2 separate regions of the Lactuca sativa genome follow, and region 2 is linked to region 1. A link is a contact called in public Hi-C data. All regions are on one chromosome and are shown on one strand. Each heading gives the region's core, a stretch centred on a gene start, on an enhancer-like site or on the middle of the called end of the contact. The rest is flanking DNA. Distances are from core to core; before and after follow the strand shown. Region 1 holds the start of LOC111914014 (alpha,alpha-trehalose-phosphate synthase [UDP-forming] 1). Region 2 holds the start of LOC111914005 (zinc finger BED domain-containing protein RICESLEEPER 1).

What was found. A called contact is a pair of places that touch in the nucleus more often than the background predicts.
Region 2: a Hi-C map of leaf shows a contact between it and region 1, with 6 times the contacts expected there. The contact joins the promoter of LOC111914005 here to the promoter of LOC111914014 in region 1. A contact is called at or near these places in 4 of 4 Hi-C or Micro-C datasets (bud, leaf and seed).

Annotation. Positions count from the first base shown.
Region 1 is chr7:183,534,289-183,540,960 of Lsat_Salinas_v11, forward strand. It overlaps LOC111914014 (alpha,alpha-trehalose-phosphate synthase [UDP-forming] 1), which reads right to left and starts at 1,399. Exons shown (of 19, transcript XM_023909770.3): 1 at 959-1,399; 2 at 777-866; 3 at 27-404. The coding sequence starts at 390.
Region 2 is chr7:183,715,294-183,722,264 of Lsat_Salinas_v11, forward strand. LOC111914005 (zinc finger BED domain-containing protein RICESLEEPER 1) reads right to left here and starts at 2,795. Exons shown (of 5, transcript XM_023909755.3): 1 at 2,517-2,795; 2 at 2,066-2,171; 3 at 1-1,509. The coding sequence starts at 1,489. LOC111913979 (E3 ubiquitin-protein ligase CCNB1IP1 homolog) reads right to left here. Exons shown (of 10, transcript XM_023909730.2): 8 at 6,724-6,893; 9 at 6,250-6,529; 10 at 5,779-6,124. The coding sequence ends at 6,118.

The sequences.
Region 1 (6,672 bases), core at 149-2,648:
TTAAACTTTTTTTACTAGTAACATACCCAAAAGTGCACTAACAAGGCCACCACCACTAACTTCAAGAGACCAACTTTCTTCACCTCTACGAACAGCAGAAACTGGTAGTCGATTAGCAACGACTAACAGTCGTTGTGTAAAAAGTCCACTATCTGGTTTTTCCCATCTGTCACGTGCAGCGGAGGCTCCTTCAAGATATTGTTCCACAAAGTCATCACCTTCCCTTAATCGCTGTTCATGATCCAAACCTTCATTGCCATTGACATTGCCGTTTCCATTAGCGTCGTTAGAATTTGAAGCTTTGTTGTTCTTTCGTAGCCTTTGTCTCAACAGCCGATCTATTCGACTCGATGGGACTGGTGAATTCGCATTGTAATTATTCCCAGGCATAACCCCAATTTGTTCTAGATCATCATAAAACCAAAAATTGAAGAACGTCAGAATCAAACACCGACTCAATCGATGAAATTGAAGGTTTTTGTAATAAATTAGCGGTTATGTCGTGGATTTGAGGGAGAGAAAGAGGGGAAGAAACAGAAGAATTTGGGTTGCAGATGAGAGAAAAGAGAGGGGAGATGAATAGTAATGAACAGTGTTGTAAGCTTTATAGAGTGTGTGAGTGTCTATGACTCACAGCCATGCAAGAGGTGAGGTGAATCAGCAAAATTCGTTGGGATGATGAGTTTTCATTGATTCAATTAAATACTCATAGACTTTTTTGATACTGATATTAAATGATTTCATTCATTGCTTAGGTCAGTAGAAGAACACGTAACCGAAATGAAGTGGAGCCGATGGTATTTATGATCCTCTTACTCGATTTCTTTTACTTTTATTCTTCATCTTCAACAGTTATCTTCAATCACCTTTCAATCCAAACATAATTTGTAAATGAAACATAAGATCGATATTGATAACAATAACCAAAACCTGCAACTGAATAAACAGATACGTGTACCCATTGCTTTGAATGTTGTACATGTGGCACAAACAGCTGCGTGAAAGAAATCTACCCCAAAATAGACGGTTTGCATCAAGAAAGATGTTCAAAATCACGCCCCTGAACGAATTAGATCGGTAGATTGATTGGATGGACGCCTTAGAGGAAGCATATCGAGTTGGCCGAGATGAAGAACAAAATGAAACCAACAAGCGGTGTTGATTGTTGAAGATGAGAAGATCCAAGGAGGAAGCAGCAGCAGAAGAGAAAATACGAAACCAACCAAGACGATGACGATGAAGATGAAGCTCATCACTACGTTTATCTAATTAAGTTTTGGATATCTTCCTCTATCGAGATGTTAATTTGTTTTAACTTTGTGTGTTTTATAAGATCTGTAAACTTAGATCGTGATAGTAAACGTTTGTAAGCGGTCGCCGTAAGCTTTGTTTGTACGATATTATTATATTAATAAAATTATTTATTAATTTTTAAAAATGTAAAATTATATAAAACTAAAAGTTAAAAGCTCTAAAAATTACTTAAATGATTTTTCTAACATTTTCTTAAAACTCTCAAAAGCTTTCTTTGGCATAATGACTAATTTCTAAATGAACTCGATCTTTAAATTTTAGAGAATCATAGGTTTAAATTTCCAACATTAAAGAGTAAGTACTTGCAATATTATGTCACCTTATGACTAAATATCCATCCGTTTGTCTACATATGAGTGATAATTTTAGAACTAAAACTGTAAATCTAGCTTATCTAATTTGAGATAATGAATAATTTAAGATAATAAATGAAACATCAAAATTATTTGATTTAGTCTAAATAGTTAATTAAAATAATATAATGCCAATGGAAAACATAAAATCTAAATATCAATTATGTTAGTATTTTTAAATATAAATCAATTAAATTTTTTTTCATAGATTAAATAAAGTATCAATAAAAAGTTAAAAGCAAATTATCATTTTATTGATATTCTTTAAATTTTTATAAAATATATAAATATTGCTAGCGATCTTATGATCATGCTCATGATTTTAGGATCTTATAAACAATCTTACAATCATACGCCGATTTTATCCCTAAATCGATCGTGTCAAAATCGAGATTGTTTTTAGAAGGTAGGATTATTGTTATAGCAGCTCTCATAATTTACTGAAAATAATCATTTTAGTTGTCATTATAGTTTCTTGAGCTGGACATGTGCCCCACATAGCTCTTCTATAACTTGATAAGAATCTTGAGCTCTGCTCCATCCTTCACAAAGAATTGATAATGGGAGTGATTAGGCTGTGAGGACACTCGTCACAACCAAACCACTAGCCAACTCAACGTCAAATAGGTATTTTACCATTTTACAACCATCTCACTATGTTGTGAAATGGTGTTCACCGGTAGGTTGGTAGTGAAGGGGCAAAAAGGAGAGAAAAAAAGAGAATATGTGAGGAAAAAATGAAAGAACCAATCAAATGTATGTCTTCCTCTGTCTTCACAACCACTACAAGCCACTCTATAGCCAAACCACTGGTCCACGGGGAGGTGTTCACCGTTGAGTTAGTGTGCCACATAGGAAACTCAAGCATGGGTTAATGGCCACTCCAGATACCTTAAGTGAACGATTATGACGAGCCATATCTTTTTCAAGGGTAAACTATACGTAACAATATGAAAAACAATAACTATACGATGAATACCTTGTGTTTATTATGTTATTATCCTTTTAATTTTTGAAAGTTTAAAATCTTCTTTTTCTTCTTAAGCAAAGGATATGACCATCCAGTGGCGGAATCAAAGACTTTAGGAGTAGAGACACATGCCCCCAATAGCTAAAATTTTTTACATATAAATATTTCAATATTTTTAATTTTACTTTAAAACCTTTTATGTTTTTTGAAAAAAATTCAAAAAGTGCCCCAATAGAAAAAATACATGTTGGAATCGTCATTGTGACCATCATCATCTTCTTTTCGGTTTATCTTAAGTGTAGGCTAGGGATGAGCAGTTTGTACCAAATTCCGATCCCGTACCAGTACCGAACCGAATCAAACCAAATTAAAAAATATGGGATGATATTCGGTACTCCAAAATCACAAAATTATGGATTCGATATTGTACCGAAAACTTGTACCATTCCCGATACCGGTAACGTTAATTCGATACAGTACTCAAGATTGACTTTCGATCAATCTCGGTATTCGGGGAATCCGGAATGGTACCGGTTCCGTCCGACACTCATCCGTAGTTTAGGCTTGATGGAGTGGACTTGCAGTGGTGACATGGAGTTGACGCACACCGCTCCTTGACCTTGGCAAGCCAATCTCCGGAGCGGTTCTCGGCAATGGCACAACGAGTCTCTCTTCTTCTTCCTCTATCCCCCCCCCCCCCCCCCCCCCCCCCCCCCCCCCCGTTTCTTCCTTGCTATGGCTGATGTGGAGTTCGACATCCTCTGCACGACTCCCTTTCAGTCTTATAAAAAACACAAATTGAATTATGAAACTCAGGTTTTCAATCAACCAAGAAAATATGATTTTAAAGGAAAAAAAATCCATGAAATACCATACTCGAAAAAATGGTACCTCGAGAAAATTTTGCTTAAGTTTTTGTCAGAAAATATTATATCATGTTTCGCTGAGTTTTTTCTTTAAGTGATAATTTTGTGATAAATGTTCATAAAATATTATCTGGGCTCCAAATGTTAGTGAATAACTCTACATTTTGTTTTTACTTGAGGCTAATCTTAAAATTATAATTAGAAAAAGATAATGACCAAAATAATATAGAACAATATACATTATTAATACAAGAGAAGAGAAGCATAAGTTTGATTATTACTATTATAAGAAGAAAAACAAAACTTGCAACAAGAAACATAAAAAGCATAGCTTTTAAGTTTAGGAGGTCTATGGTGATTATGTTTCACATATATGGAAATAAATAAATAAATAAAAAGTATCCAAAAACAGTGGTACATTTATTTTTATTTGATTTTTTTTTTATGAAGAGAAAATATCTATACGTTATGATTAGAAAATATTGCGAGGATCAAAAAGACAAAGAATGGTGGCAAGTTGGGGTAATTCGACAGGAACAAAATATGTGTCCTCGGGATTTTGCATTCCAAAACGACAACGCTTTCCCAAATAAGTCGTCTGCCACAAACAAACTGCAGAATACTACAATTCATTGCACGGAATTTTTCACATGCATATTCATAATTTCATATCCCTTAAAAAAATATAATTTTAATTGTATTATATATATGGTAATCAAATATATTCAAAATTAATATTATTAATTAAAATATCTTAATTTACTGTTTTTTGTACGTCATATTTTCCTTTTAATATTTTTTTTTTGTGTGGAGAACTAAAAGCAATATGGAATTAGTGATTAATCGTGTGTATATTAAAGATATTAGGTGTGACACCCATTTATTATAAGGATTAACTATTTTAAAAAAATTAAACATTAAAGTGTAAACGGTTAATAATTTTTAATGTAAAACTTAAAAAAAAAAAAAAAGAAAGAAACGTTTTCATTGCAATTTAATTTCATATATACCATATTTAATACATTATATGTATAAGTGTGTGATTTTAATTTTAAAAAATTGAAACAAACCATAAATTAACAAGTGAATAATATTTATTTTAAAAATACCACAAAATAACAAATGTCAAAACTCATGAGAGATTGACAAGTGTCATTTATTTTCATTTATTATGTAGGATAGTTATATACGATCTTAACCTAATTTATCTATATATTAAAAAAAGGTCATATGTAAAATATCCAAAAGCATTAATATAAAAGAGACCTTTTTTCCTTAATCATTCACTAATCAAACATCCTCCAAACAAACTTTCTGGTTATAGTAGAAAGTTAGAAATATATATATACACAGGTATATCTAAACGAACACTTAAAGTTGATGATCATATATATGATCATGAACTCAAGAATTCTGCATCGTGTTTGAATTTTCTTTTAACTTTTAAGATCCAGAATCCGAAGTATGAATTCAAAACGCATTTCAACAAAACTTAAACGACGCACAGACATACATACATAACACGCTGCATTTTCAGAAAGGTTTCATGATTTCTTCATCCATTTCTGGAAACTCCTAACAATTTGTCATCGGAATTATAGCACTTAATTACTGTTATTCACTGAATTTTTTTTGAAGATGGTGAATTAAGAGTTGATCGGTTTATTTCAGCTGGAATTCGTAATGAATACATGAAAAATAAGCTGACCTTGATTTAGTGTGAATCCACGGCGTTAAGTGCAGCAGTACTTCGATTGACAACCGGAGCTCGAGAAACTGGAGGAGTGAGGGAGGGGGTTTAAGAGTTTTAGTGGTGGAGTGGAGGAGATTAAGTGTGTTCCGCGTCACACTGAGCCAAAGAGTAGAGGGAATCCCAAAAGTAAAAGAAAGAAGCTTTTGCCAAAAGCTGTTTTTGGTGCCTAACCATTTGAAGGCTCTGCTGATCAAATTATATTGTAATTTTTGTAAATTTATAATTTTCCAAAGAATATTCTTTATCTTATTAAAAGACTACAAATAAGAATAAGATAATGAGGATTGGGTTAGTTACTAACATAATTATATGAATATACACAATAACAATAATATACTAACATCTTCTCAAGTCAAGAAATAGCACATACGGTAACCCTTAGTAAAAATGCCAGCCTCAACGACGATAATGGAATGTTAAGTACTCAAATCTGCCCCAAAATGTATTGTGAATCTCAATGAGCTTCCTACTACTCATACTGAACTACATTGTTTTAGAGATAGATAACACTAACATTGTCGCAATAAATAATTTTAGTAGAAGTGGACAACCTGTTCAGTTCACGAAGTAGATTACGAATCCAACGAATCCAACAGGCCTCAAAAATGATGTTGACAATGCTTTGGTACTCAACTTCAGCACTAGTACGAGAAATACGAGAAATAATGTCATGTCATTCGGAGGACCAAGAGAGTAAATTTTGGACCAAGAAATACAAAGTAATCAGATATTGACCGATGAGTGATCGAATAACCCACCAAGTCAACATCAAAATAAGACCACGGGAGGATAATGCAAATAGTTGTAAGAAACCGATGGTACCACGCACATATATTAGAATCCGTTTAAAAGTTGTAAAATTAAATGTGGCTCACGAGAATCATGCATGTAAAGACAAACTTGTTGACCAAAATAAGCAATATCCATTCGAGTAAATATAAGATATTAAAGTGCACCTGCGAGGTTGTTGTCATGTGGGTCGAAACCATCAAGTTTGGTGTTGATATCGTTAGGGGTGCAAGCAGGCTTTTGTAGTTAAATATGTTGGCCCTTTTTAAAATTTCCAAGTCACCTCGATAACTTTGTGTTATTGTTGCCCAAATTTTGATAAATAAGTGGTTGCTTATTTGTTTAGCCGTGAGTATTGTAGGAGAATAACCCGAATCAATAATTTAGGGAGACTGATTATTTACTCGATTCATTCTTTGTTCTTTGAGAATGAGCATCAAATAGGTTTTCAAGAATGACGAAAGTTGTAAGCAATGGCGAATGAGACTTATGAGGTAATAAAACTTAGAGGAAAGACCATTGATATTGTAAGTGCCAAGTTTATTTTCTAAAACAGTCACGTCGATATTGTCAAACAAATCAACAATGGCTTTGTAACGTCCCAATTTTCATCCCAAATTTCTCATT
Region 2 (6,971 bases), core at 1,545-4,044, 180 kb after region 1:
AATCATAAATCTGTTTATAATAATACTCCACCAGCTTCATCTTAAACCTTGGGTCCAATATCGCCGGAATCGCCAATGCCGACCCGCATTTCCCCCAATATTTGTCGAATTTGCCCTTCATTTTTTCGGCTAGTGAACGGATGAAATCGTCTGGGGATTTACAGTAATCGATTAGTTGGATATGAACATCGCAAATCTCCGGGAAGTATATGTTTGCGGTTGGGTAGTTTGATTGTGAAAAGACGAATGTAACCTCGACAAGAAGCTTCATAAGTGAAGTAACGGAAACCACCCAATTCCATTCCTGATCCGATAAAAACATGGTGTAGTGTTGATCGTGTTCTTGGAGTAAATAAAACGCGCCACGGTGTTCAATCGCGGATTCCAACATAAAATATGTTGAATTCCATCGTATCGAATTATCAAGAAATAAAGATTTTGAGGTGTTGACCGAAGCCTGTTGACCAAATTCGTTGAACTTTTCTTGAATTGACATCGCGCTTTTCACGTATCGGATGCTTTCACGGATCTTTTCTGTCATGGGTTTTAGTGATTCCATTGTGTCTTTCATGAGGGATTTTATAAGATGTGAAGAGCATCTGATATCAAACAATTCCCCGTTTTTTAAAACGGGTCGGTTTTGGGAAAACCATTCTTTTATATGGTTGTAAGAGGAAAAATCATCGAGAGTCAACGAGAATAATTTCCGGTCAACGTCCCAATCGATTAAACATTTTATGATTAAATCAGATAACGAGTCTTCTGTTTGTGAAGATTCCAAAGTTAGAAAATTTAGAATCTTTTTCTGCAGCTTCCATTGATCATCGATGTAATTCGCTGTTAAGCTTACGTATTCGGTGTTTTCCGGCGACCACCACATTCCGGCGGAAACACTGATTCTCCCGGGGAGATTCCGGAGGATTTCAAACACTTTTTGTCGTTCTTTCGCGTAAATTGTTAAACAATCGGATTCGATTACACTGGTTGTCATAACTTCAAACATTGGTTGAAGATTTTTAACAAAAATCTTGAATCCAACATGCTCAACCATGGTAGGGGGGTAATCATGGAGCATGATCATACGGGCTAAGTCAAACCGGCTTCTTTCTTGGTCAAACTTGACACTTCCGAGGTTGACTGTTTCTTCCATCTTTGGTTCTTGGTCAAACTTGTATGCAATTGGGATTGGGTTGTCTTCTTTTCTTTGTACATCTTCATAGTTGACATTTGCAATGCTGACTGTATCATCTTTTCTTTTTCTTTTTGCAGCGAGTATTTGTGACACATCAAAATTGGATCTTTTTAAACATCGCATTAAATGGTTTCTTAAATGAGTGGTGCCACTGTTGCTTGATCCACTTAGTTTTTTTTGACAGTGTACACAAACTGCATAACATGCATCAGCTTTTCTCACCCTTTCAAAGTGGTTCCATACAACGGATGTTAATCTTTTTGGTTTCTTGGCAGGTGTTTCAGCTTGTATTTCCATCGTATAAACTTGATGAAAACCTATTTGATTGAAAAAAAAAAAAATATATATATATATATATATATATATATATATATATATATATATATATATATATATATATATATATATATATATATAAGAATTAGAAAAAATTGTAGTAGAAAAGGACACAAAATGTGAAAACTAAAGGTGCTCTAATCTCAAAATACACACAAGAATCAAGAAAATCAAAATTGAGATGCAATATGTATTATAAACTGTTCTTGAAATTCATGGCCAACAACCCAAAACTAAGCTTTCCAGAAATGAATGTAACCCTATTCAATTTTTAGTATTTTTTTATAAAGTTTCATGTGCGTTTTACTGAAATTGATGATCCATGAGGTCATTTCGCATCTGAAGTCAAGGTGGGTAGGATAATGAACAGAAAGTATTCGACTTTCAAGCATGATTACAAGAGAAAAACACACTAAAAATGCAAAAAAATAATCCTATATGATGACATCAATTGTTCTTAATTCAATGTTAGTTGTAGGATCTTGCAGTATCAAAGAATTACAAAGCAGAAACAATCAATAACACCATGTTCCAAACCCTTAATTTCTTCGGCTCCCTTCAAATAGATATTTCCACCTCTAAGATTCAGCTATACTTCGATTTTGTAACACAAGTATACTACTTCTCAAACGCAAGAGTGACCCTGATTTCAGTTTTTGCAAAGTTAGGCACGATACTATTATATATTATTCTATTTATAGTACTTATTTTTGAAGAATTATCGTATGTGTTGTTGAAAATATCTAAATCCATATGAATCGAAATCGAAATTCAAAAGCGTAGCTACTCCTATGAAGGATTGGTACTTTCTAAACTAACGAAATTCTCGATGATCGCATCAATACACACAAGACCACAAAAACAAACACCCAAAGTTGCAGATTCTTTGTAAGATGAAAGCAATAGCTCGACATCAGTTATCAAAAATAAGAAAAAAGGTAAACACGGGTGTATTAACCATGAAGAAATAAAGAAGAGAGATTCGCACCTTTTTGCAGCGGGTTTGTTTTTGTATGTTTTAAATGTTCTCGGTGTTCGTGTATCCCAGAGTCCGATTGGATGATCCGGGAAGATTATGTAGGGTTAGGGTTCGTTTTGTCCATGGGGTTGGAAGGAATTGGAAAGAGGATCTGGATGCGACTGAGAACCCGAAGAAAACCCCCGATTTGGGAGGTGGATGAGATCGAATTGGGTCGTGATTTGGGTTTTGTTTGGTGGGTTAGGTTTCTGGTTTCCCGAATCTTTTGGGATGGGGTGTAATGGGTTTGCGGTTGTGATTGCTGGATAGTGGATCCTATTCCGGAGTATGTGCCAAGTTTTTTATTTTTCTTTTCTTTTTATTTATTTATTTTTTATGGTGGAGGATTTCTCATACAAAGTCATTAGAATAAGATCCCCATAATTCCACTTCTTTAAAATTGAATTCAAGAAATATTTTCTTGATTAATATAACAAATAGGTTGGTGTATTAAAAAATAAATTTGGTAATAACGATCATGAAATGTGATGGCATGATGATATTTAAATGGCAAAAAGTTCAACATATCTTTTTTGTAGTGATTTGTTTTGAGGGTGAGATTTAGATTAGAAGTTTTTACAAGAGTTTGTTGCATATCTTGTTTGATATTCCTCCGCACACTAAAATGACATATTGACGTCTTTGAACTAACAAAGATGTGTCCCGATGACAAATTTTTCTTGATATTGAGAAAACCCTAGATAATTAGGTTGTTTTTTGAATCAAATATTAGTTGCTAATGTGAGATCGAATTTCATCGTGTAGGGTTCAACCCAATGCATATTATGTATTGTTATTTATTGGCTTGTATTTGTCAATTGCAATCAGGCGAGTTATCATACTTACAAATAAGGGTCGAATCTGAGCATGCAATTCGATCGGCGAAGACAAGGACCATGTCAAAACCAAAAGCCCAAGAAGAAAGAACGTTCATAAAGATATATCCTACAATCCGACAGAGGGTTTAGACTTCTATCAGTTCATCAATTTTGCATATATATTTACAAATAAACTACCTCCGTATCTATTTTTGGACTTTTAAAGATGGTTTGAGTATACATGAACCTCCGACTCAAATTAAGGGGGTGTGTTAAAGTAAAATTAATAGTTGTTCTGCATCCATGTATATAGTTGTAGCCCCTTTTGTAATATATTGTACTATTTATACCTTGAGCATTGCAATACAAAACCTACTATGATTTCCATATTCCAAAAGTTCTTGTGGTTGGGATTAGAGGTGCACATTAGTTGGTTAAAACCGAAACAAATCTTTTAAAAACTAATTGGTTTTTAATCGGTTCTAGTTAAAACTTAACATGTTTTGATTGGTTTTTTGGGCTTCAAGTGGATAAGTAGTCAAGTTTTGGTTGTGGATTAACTTGTGTTTTAAAAATTGGTTTCGATTAAACCTATAAAGAAAACCTTTTATTCAAAATTTACCTCAACCAAATAATACTTGTATTATATTTGATTTTAAAATGAAAATAATAAAACATCATAGCTTGGACTTTGAATTACATAAAAACATAAATGTCGAAACCGAGAATATTATCAATTATAGTCTTGAAATTGGTTGTCTTCGTATAATCGAATATTTTTAATGTGGTAACTCTTCAAATTCACCATCATCTACTTCGGTCATTGGAGTTGATATTCCATGTGCAATCTTTTATTCTAGGACGAACTTTTTGATGGTGGTAAAAGTGGTCGTTCAAATTGAACGTAATTTTGTATCCTTTCAATGTCTTTTAAGTAATTCTTCAAGCAAATACACGATTGAAAGGTGAGTCGTAACCTTCGTTCCGATATGACCTTGTCATGAAGAGAAAAAAAATTAAAGCTATTGTGGAAGGTTAGACAGCTAGTAAATTACAAACCATAACGGTGTCAGGAATTATGGTTCCATTCTCTCCACCAAGCCAAGATGTCAAGGTTGTGGAATTTGTTGAGCGAAACGTTAGTTAAAAATTTTGGTGCCATATAGGTGCCTAATTTGTTACTTGTGGTTGAAGTTCGTTGGTAAAGTATTCATCCTCCGTCAAAGTGTTATAAAATTAAAAGAATTGTAGGGTAGTAAACACATGATAATAAAGTTGTTTCCTTAAAAACTTGTAGAAATTGGTTAATTCATGGAGTAGAACCCAATCCGAATATCCGATTCGAGGGTTGAAACATATCAGTGTTTTTCCACAAGTATTTCATTAAAAACATTTATCGTAAATTTTTGTTATAAAATACTTTCAAACATAACACAAATATGGGGTTGGCTAAAAAGACATCTCATTTTACCATTTAGACAACCTTAATTAATTTTTGAAATACTTTTATTTGTTGAAATTGCATTATTTTCCAAAAAAATTGATTACAAGTAGTTGATTGTAGGTTGACTTTTTATAAAAGTGATGATAGGGTGTCTAAGGGGTATCTTATTAGCAGCATCCCACAAATATAACATTCACCTAGAATTATTGTCGTAATTAGGGCCCAATCAAGGTTCATTTCACCAGTGAAAAAAACAAAATTTTGCTTGTCGTTCGTTACTTAAAGCATAAATCGTATTTAGTAAACCTTTAAATTTTGTACCAAAATTTTCGCAAACTTATAGCCCGGCTTGCACGGTTATATTAATAATATGTGCAACATACATGGTATGGAAAATCGTCATCTAAAATAGGCTTTAGTCGATTGATGACATTTATGTTGTTTGAAGCGTTATCGAAAAAAAAAACAAGAAAAACAAGAAAAACAAAACAAAACTATATTCTAATTTATATTGTAGTTTTCAAAGCATACAATTATTTTGAAAATTTCTTGGGTGGACGTCACAAAATCTTCCTAAGGATAATCCAAGTGAATGCAACTTCATTAGCAAAAAGAAATGATATAAGAAAAAGTTCATATAGAAACCATAAAATATTAAGAACTATAAGAACTGTTAATAGTTTATTGAATATTCTTGTTTGTTTAATTTAATTTTAACACTTGGTTTTTATTTAAATAAAAACACATCAAAGTTAATAATTCTTTATTCAAAGCCGATATTGACATATTTTCAAGTAAAAAAAAATATGTTAAAATATTTAAAAGTTTAATGAAATTCATAGTTTAGTTTTGTAACATAATTTTTGTCTTTAAAATATATATATCATCGATACTGATCTATAACTATTAGAAATTAAAAAAATATTTTTTTTACATGTTTGATTATGTTTTTGGATAAAAACAAAATTACTAAATTGTAAATCATGTCTACTTACACAAGCAGTTCCATCCAAATGGATAAACATTAAAATGGCAGCTATAAGGCAGTTGATAGCAGTTTCAACGTTCTTTCTAATAACAGTAGAAACAATCCCATTTCCGTAGTAGCTACCTATTTTTGCATCATATTCTAGTAACTAAAGGAGTAACAAGTTCTTGAGTGTCTACATACGTTTAATTCCCTACTTTTAAGTGGACCTTTCACCAAGTAAAAATATGTCTGAATGAATATTCAAAAAGATGACTTACAGTAGATTTATTTTATACCCAATTGCATATAGTCGGTTGATCTTCTCTCTTTAAGTGGTATCTATAACCTGTAAACGATAAAAATAAGCCAAGATAACAACAGAGTTAAAACTTAAAAGTTAAAACCAAATGGCATATATTAAGAAAAACTAAAATCATCGATTAAATTAAAACCTAAAAATACGTTACTTACGTGAACAACTGAGGTCGGGTACGAGAGAGTTGAGGCCTTTTCATTGGAGATAATATCAGATTTCTCAATGTCATCGAAGGATTTCCCGCTCCACCAACACCACCACCGCCGCCGCCACCACCACCACCGCCGCCACCAAACATCTGGCGACCAATACTTCTTCTGTTTTCAACTGGATTTACTGAATGTTTCACAGGTGGGCTATTAGAGATGTCGAAGGGCCCACCAGAGTTAGAACTGTTTTGTCTTGTGGTTGCTGGCCATATATCTTCCCGAGGTCCTGGAGTGTCAGGGGTGTAAACCGACCAATCTGCAGCAAATAAGTGAACTAGCATTTCTTGGGCAATACCAAGTAAATGAACCTTTCTATATAGATCTTGTAACCCCAAATTTCAATGTAGTTGGTTTTTTTTTTTTTTTTTTATTTCAGGATAATATTATTGAAATAACTTTTGATAAACAAAATGAGATTACCTTTCCTCATGGGATCTCTGTTATCCATCATGTTAGCAGGACTGGAAAACAGATCAGAATCACCACCACCCCTTGAGAAAAAGTTGTTTGCAGGTTGAATGGCTGACCGTTTGACCGACTCATACTCACTTCTCAATTGGTCATACATCTCATCCAGTTTTCGCTTTTGCCTTATCAGTAAAAAAGTAAAAACATTGATGAAAGTGAAACTTTTAATTTTACTGTTTGTAAATTCCGGGGACAAATGG